Regions from separate parts of the Mus musculus genome. Here region 2 is linked to region 1. The links are chromatin contacts, called in public HiChIP or PLAC-seq maps. All regions are on one chromosome and are shown on one strand. Each heading gives the region's core, a stretch centred on a gene start, on an enhancer-like site or on the middle of the called end of the contact. The rest is flanking DNA. Distances are from core to core; before and after follow the strand shown.

Region 1 (3,322 bases), core at 321-2,820:
TACTTTCTGTACTTTAAGCCTGTCTTCCCACAAATAAAAGCAGAGTCAGACTGATGGACCGGTACAGAGCTTTGGATAAAATACAGTTTTTAAAAAGTACACAAAGTCAAAGCTCCGTTCTACCTCCAGTCCCACAAGGATGAGGCTTGATAGTGATTAGAAATTCTCAGCTTATGTTTGGGATGTAATATTTTCGAAGTTTTAGACTGGCGCATGAAAAGCTCTGAAAAAAAAAAATCAAGAGTTTCTGAAAGAAACAATGAACATCAGCTTTAGTAAGGCCAGCTCCCTTCACCACTCTGCTCGCTGCAGGGACTGGAGGGGGAAGCAAGACTCATTTATACACTAGGGAAATAGAAACTGACTTCCTCTTTGGAGTTTTCCCAGAAAACTACTTTATAAAGACAAATTTAAATCTTTCCATTTTCCATCCTTGAAGGTGGCAAATATGATTGTGGTTTTATCCGTTTTTTATTGTAAATGAAACAGAGTTCAGACCGGCCACTGCACGTCATTTGTTGGATGGCTGCCACAGACTAATGCAGACGTCCCACTGGGAGACCAGAGAAGCGCTACACCGTGATTCACCAGATTGTGTTAAATAGTCCAGCTGTTGCGATTTGAAAGATAGTTACCTCAGAAGTGAAATAGAAATGAACTTGGCATTTATGCCTCAAACCGTTTTTATACTGTTTGGCAATCAGCTTTTCAGAGGTAGCATTTTATAAAATAACTCTCACCGCTTAAAGGTTTCATTCTCTGTAATGCTCAAAATGTCCCACCTTTATATTATCAGTAAAATTAAGCTTGAGCGATATTCAGAATTTGCATGAAATAAGCATTCCCCCCTTCATTTCCTGAGCTTTGATTGTATTCAATTGAGCTCAGAACCGTGTCGATTAGGGGCTCTTTGGGGCATTAGTTAATTTGAATTGCAGCCGAAATGTTAGCTAGAATGTTGTTGAATATAATTGAGATGTGGAAAGTTGATTTTGAAAGGAATTTCATTGAATGCAAACAATGATGGTTTTTTTTTTGGGGGGGGGCAAGCACACAGAATGCTTTGCCTCTGTCCCCTGTGACACAGTCTGAGAAACAACGAATCCCTTTACCAAGTGCAGCTTTGCTGAAACTGCAACACTTCTGATTCTTCTTACACCTGTGTGATTTGGAGGCAGGTCAGGTCTTTCTTTGCCAGCCAGAGCCCTTTGTTCTGGCTCTCCTACAGTTGGGGGACAGTAGCTGTCAGCTGTAATAGAGTTGCAGTTTGAGATCTTGAATTCCAGTTTTTAATTGGCTTGCTTTCGGGGGTGGGGGAGGGAGTGTCTTGAAACAACTGCTGAGCACATGATCCAGAATGACTCATGAAGAAGGTCTGTTATAGCAGATCATGGATAACTAACTACACGATTCTGCAGTCTGGGCCCCCCCCAGACTTCTGATGCAGGTTCTGTGCTGGTAAATGACAGATCATTTCACTTTGGCCGCCTGGGGTTTACATATGACAGGGAGGGTCCGACCGACTCATGCAGCCTTCCTCTCTCTCTGTGACTCAGCAGTTCTGCTCTACAGGGAGGGTCCGACCGACTCATGTAGCCTTCCTCTCTCTCTGTGACTCAGCAGTTCTGCTCTACAGATCCTGCTGCATCGGGAGAAGGGCTGCCGTGGCTCTTTTACAAGTATCAACTTTAATTGCTTATTAGTAGTAACTGTCCTTAGATGCTGCATTGAAGGAGGAGGTGGACGGAGCCACCGTGGACCAGGCCCCTATGGTAGTACTGCTTGAGCCTTTGTTGGGTTCAAACCTCTAGACCCACATGGCTTCCTTGAATAGTAGCCTAGGTTCTCAGTACTGCCCCTGAAGGACATGGGATTGGGAATGTATTAGTTGCCTTTTCTGTTGCTATGATAAAAATACTTTAACAAAGGCATCTTAAGGTGGAGAGGGTTAATTTGTGCTGATAGTGTGACAGTGCATTAGTCCACTGTGACAGGGAAAACCTGATAGCTAAAGGTCAAGGCAGCCATGCACATTGCATCCATACTCAGGAATCAGAGGACAGTGAATGCTACAAGTCAGCTCTTTCTAATATTCAGTCCAGGATACAAGCCTAGGGAATGGTGCTGCCCACATTCAGGGTGGGCCTTCCCTCATTAACTTAGTCTAAATAATTGCTCCACAGGCATACTCTGAGGCTTGTCTCCTGGCAACTTTACCATCAGTGGCATCATGGGGATAGAGATGGAATGTTCTAAGAAGGCTTCAGGCTCTAAAAGGAGCTTTGAGAAGGTCCCCGGGAGACCTAGGAAAGGACCTAGTGATATCAAACCAGGAAGCTTGAGCATTGAGCATTGTCCTCTGAAAGACAGCATTGATCTGAAAGTTGCAGATAGAAACAATGGAAATAAACTAGTAGAAATGTCCACAGATTACGCTGTGGCACCTGTGCTATATTTGGAAAATAGCTCAATCCTAAAGAGAAGACAGCTCAGACTCCTGCACTGGCTCTGCCACTCAGGAGCAGCGTACTCTTAGGCCAGGCTGTCCCCCTCTGCACACAGAACTGCCCCCATCTACAAAAGGGCAGTTTGGATAGATGGCCGCTCTTACTCTCTTCTGTCTTGCCCTGGGGTTCCAAGGGAGTGCCCCCCTGCCTAGTCTCCACCGTGCCTAGTTCAGTGGAGGAAACTGTGAGATCCTGGAGCTAGCCTGCCAGCAACTTCTCAGGTTAGCCTGCCAGACGAGTGTGGCTTGCTTGAGGAGAGATAGACAGTCCAAGGTTTTTAAGTTTTCAGATCAATCAGCCTGTGTGTTGCTGCCATAGGATGCTGAGAGCAGTTCCTGGAGAGTTCTAATTCCCAGCTGATGAAGACAGCTTTTGCTAGGAGATGTTAACCACCCTTCGCCTGCAGACACACGGGGCCATGAAAACGCCCACAGTAGCCCAAGGGAGCAACAGAGGTTGGTATGGACCGATGGCAGTTGCTCACTCCAAACGGCAGAGTGAGATCCATCGCTTTGCATGCTTCCAACATGCTGGTGGGTGACAGCAGCGGGCGCACAAGCAAGCTGGTGACCCGACCCTGAGCCAAGCTGCAGCTTCACTTCCTGGGACACCCCATATGCTTTGTTTCCAGGTTCTCGTTGGCCACAAGAGAGATGTATGAGGCAGGCGTGAGATGATGATGTTTTAATAATGTTTTCTTTGAACCCTGAGGAAGTTCATGTGTAGCTTATCTGGGATAGCGTATGAAGGGCACGATGTGCTGACCCACTTGAGGGGCATGTGCCAGCGGCTGGCCTGTGGATCAGTCCTGCGGT
Region 2 (3,322 bases), core at 422-2,921, 97 kb before region 1:
ACTAACCATCAAAATCTATTCCCTTATTTGGCCACTCCCTCCTCCTGAGGCTGACTACCAAGGTTCAGCAATCTAAGTGTTGAAGTCCGGGAAACAAAAGCCCCTTTGACTCACCTAATTAACATGCCCAATTAAAATTAAACACCTCATCCTAACATAGGGTTTCTCCCCTTACCTTATATAAACCACCATTTTCCTATGGGCCATGTCTGGCTCCCATCTAGAGGCTGTCCTTTGTCTTTCTAGGACAAATACCATGTCCCCTCCTCCCTTGTTCCCTTTTCCTTCTCCCTCATCCTCTATCTCCTGTCTTTGTTTCTTACTCCTTGACCTTTGTCCTTTTGGGGCAAATCTTTGGGCAGAGAACTTGGTCTTGTGTGTCCTGAGCCTATACCAATCTTTATGATCATCACTGTAGCTGACTGGAAAATATTTTGAACTTATGAAACATTCTTATGAAACATTCCAGGAAGGACCAAATAGCAAAATCCCCACACTGAAATAATTTCATAAAGTTCCATCTTTCATTCTTTTTACTTAGAAATCCACACTGCCACCTCAGGCCACCCGAACAGTTAAACTATGCATTCTAAACCACTGCCATTTCTTAAAAGGGAATAGCCGATTCTGATTTTTCAACGGTCACCACGAGATGGTATGAATAATGAGTACCAGAAAGATACTGGTAATAGGATCTATGGGAATATCAATACACGTCTCCTGGCAGGGCCACTACCAGCCGAGTTGGGGCGTTTGCCTAAATTGAGACGCAAGGAATGAAGAGCTGGTGTTCTATATGAGTTTAGAGAGGATGAAGAAAACGAGGGCTGTGCAGAAGGCTCACTTAACCCGGATTTATCTGGAGCGCTTAATGATTGGAATAAAGAACTGTGCTTTTCTCAACTTGTTATTAGCAACCATAACACCTGTAATCATAAAAAACAAAAAATCCTCTGCGCAGAGCAGGCGGCATACCTATCCATTCGGTCCACCTTATTGGAGGTGGACCGGATGGATTGTGGGGCCTTAGCGCATGCTAGACAAGCACTTCTATTTTTTAGATTTGATGTTGTGGTCAAATTCCTCTCCCTGTTCAATTTTTTAAATTCTAAAAGAGTATGCTTTATTATTTCCATTCTTTAGACCAATTCCAGAGCTTGGGAGAGTCAAGCAAATGTTAGGAGAACTAGAGTTGGAGAATGCAAGCCTGCCTAGATATGTTTGCCCAGGTCTACCCCAGAGTTGGGTGTAAATGCCACCGAGGGTCCTTAAGAGAGGCAAGGACTGTCTTCAGTCCTTACACAGGAGGCTCCCTGTCATGCAACAAAGTGACCTTGGGTATTCAGAGTGCAGTGCCAGCCTCCCCAAGATGCAAGATCCTCCCACCGGAACCAGATGACCTTCCCTGCAGTTCTGGCCTGGTGAGGCACTTGGAGGCAGGGCCCAGGTTCTGACTCTGGCCTCTTCACACACGCTGGAACTGCGATCAGACTGCCACGCCCCCATCACCTCTTCTCTCTCTCTCTCTCTCTCTCTCTCTCTCTCTCTCTCTCTCTCTCTCTCTCTCTCTCTCTCTCTCTCCCTCCCTCCCTCCCTCCCTCCCTCCCTCCCTCAGACTGCTACCCACTACCCCCTACTCCTCAAGACTGCGGTGACTCAATTAGCCAGACAGACTGCAAACATGCACTTGCTTGGTGGACAGGTGCATGGTGTAGAACAGAGGGTTTTCCAGCCCTGGCTCCAATGAGCAGTGACTGAGAACTAGGATAGGAGCCTGGTCCTCTGGGGTCCGTCCGGTCCTGCTCAGATCCGCTGTCCAGCTCTAGGGTGGCGGACCTGGGGAACCCGGGTCGAGTCTCCATGGTGCGCGCCTCGGGTGGAAAGCCTGGCGCAGCGGCGGCCTTAGCAGAACCGCATACAGCCACCTGGGAGGATCGCAGGCGCCCCAGGGCCGTGACACTTCACCCGCCTCCAGCGGCCCACGCCCCTACCGGGCCAGGCGCCCAGACCCGCCCGCCGCAGGTGGGGCAGCCAGGGCCCGCGAGTAGGTGCGTGGGATGATCTCACCGCGTGCGGCGCGCCAGGAGGAGGAGGAGCGGGAGCGATCCCAACTTCCGGGTAGTGCAGCCGCACGCCGCGCCACCGGCATCTTGCTTTCTGCTCCCCCTCCCCCGTGTCCCCCTCGCCTCTCCCTCCTTGCCTTTTATCCCCAGCCCCACCCGCCAAAATGAACAGCTCGGACGAGGAGAAGCAGCTGCAGCTCATCACCAGCTTGAAGGAGCAAGGTAGGTGGGCCGGCTGCCGCAGGTGCCCAGCAGCGGCCTCGGGCGGGACAGCTCTGGGCGCAGCCGCAGGTGCCAGCCGTGGCCAAGGGACCGTGAGGCCGCCGCGGTCACCCCGCATCCCCAAGCGCCATGGGGTGCAGCGCCCTGGGCGGAGGAGCTGCAGCGTCTTCCCGCAGTGGGATCGCGCGCCCTGCAGGACTAGGGCGCGCGACCCGGGCAAAGGGACACGCGTCGGGCGTGGACAGGGTCAGGGCACGCACCTCAGTCCACGCGGGAGTAGCGAGCCGGGTAGGGTAGGATCGCTGGGCGCCGGGTAGTGGCTCAGTTGGCCTGGCTCCTAGCTGAGGCCGCACCCTTGCACACTTTGGCGTTCCTGGGCCTGCAGCGTTCCCTTCTTTTGGGTTCGGTCTAGTTCCTTTTTCTTTACCCAGCTGGGATTTTTCAGGGAACCGATGTGTTCTTATCACTTCCCATTTTTAGCAATTTATTAGTCAGTGAGTCGACACCCTGCCTGTGTGGGGCTTAATGAGGAAGCGGGGCTGGGGCTGGAAATCCAGGCCGTTTTGCATGCTTTTCTCTACCGCTTGGTAGCTAATGATTGCCATCAGAACATTTGTGAACAAAGCAAGATCCTAGAGACAGTTAATCTGACACACTTTAAAAATACCACGACTAATTATCCTGTTCAAAGTGTGGTTTGAGAATATGGGTCAAGAAAGAGGAACTGCACAGGTTTAGGAGGTAAAAGGTCATGCATGCTCTTTGCTGCAGGACTTGCTAACATTGGAAGGGCCCTGCTCAATGGTCCTATTCCTCTTCTTGACTCAGCTCTCCAGGAAGTTGGTGTCTTCCCATCACTGAGTCTTGTGACTGAGCCAGGTGGCTTAAGAGGTCCTAGCAAGGACTTGAGCCGCTTGCTGCTCTTCAAATCCATCAGCCACACTTCCGCAGAAAGGGCTCCACAGCACTGTACTGTGTGACCTCAGGGGAGTTACCTAACCTCGCTGAAATGGATGAAGCACTTTTCCCTATGTGGC

The links. HiChIP or PLAC-seq counts read pairs in DNA pulled down with a chosen protein or histone mark.
Region 2: a contact with region 1 is called in an H3K4me3 HiChIP or PLAC-seq map of bone marrow-derived macrophages, with 6 times the contacts expected there. The contact joins the promoter of Shtn1 here to the enhancer-like site in region 1. A contact is called at or near these places in 4 of 39 promoter capture datasets (hippocampal neurons, liver, neural stem cells and 1 more), 5 of 484 Hi-C or Micro-C datasets (the N1E-115 cell line, bone marrow-derived macrophages, macrophages and 1 more) and 7 of 115 datasets of contacts at active chromatin or transcription factors (bone marrow-derived dendritic cells, bone marrow-derived macrophages, embryonic forebrain and 4 more).

The regions. Positions count from the first base shown.
Region 1 is chr19:58,977,114-58,980,435 of GRCm38.p6, reverse strand. All of the region lies in intron 16 of Shtn1 (shootin 1), which reads left to right. Among named protein-coding and RNA genes, the nearest start is that of Eno4, 35 kb to the right of the region's middle. Within about 2 kb of position 1,570, at least 103 of the 459 cell types and tissues checked have an H3K27ac peak or open chromatin away from gene starts, as enhancers often do. A contact at or near this core is called in the N1E-115 cell line, bone marrow-derived dendritic cells, bone marrow-derived macrophages and 5 more, where this site is marked.
Region 2 is chr19:59,074,418-59,077,739 of GRCm38.p6, reverse strand. It overlaps Shtn1 (shootin 1), which reads left to right and starts at 1,671. Exons shown (of 17, transcript NM_001114312.1): 1 at 1,671-2,285. The coding sequence starts at 2,228.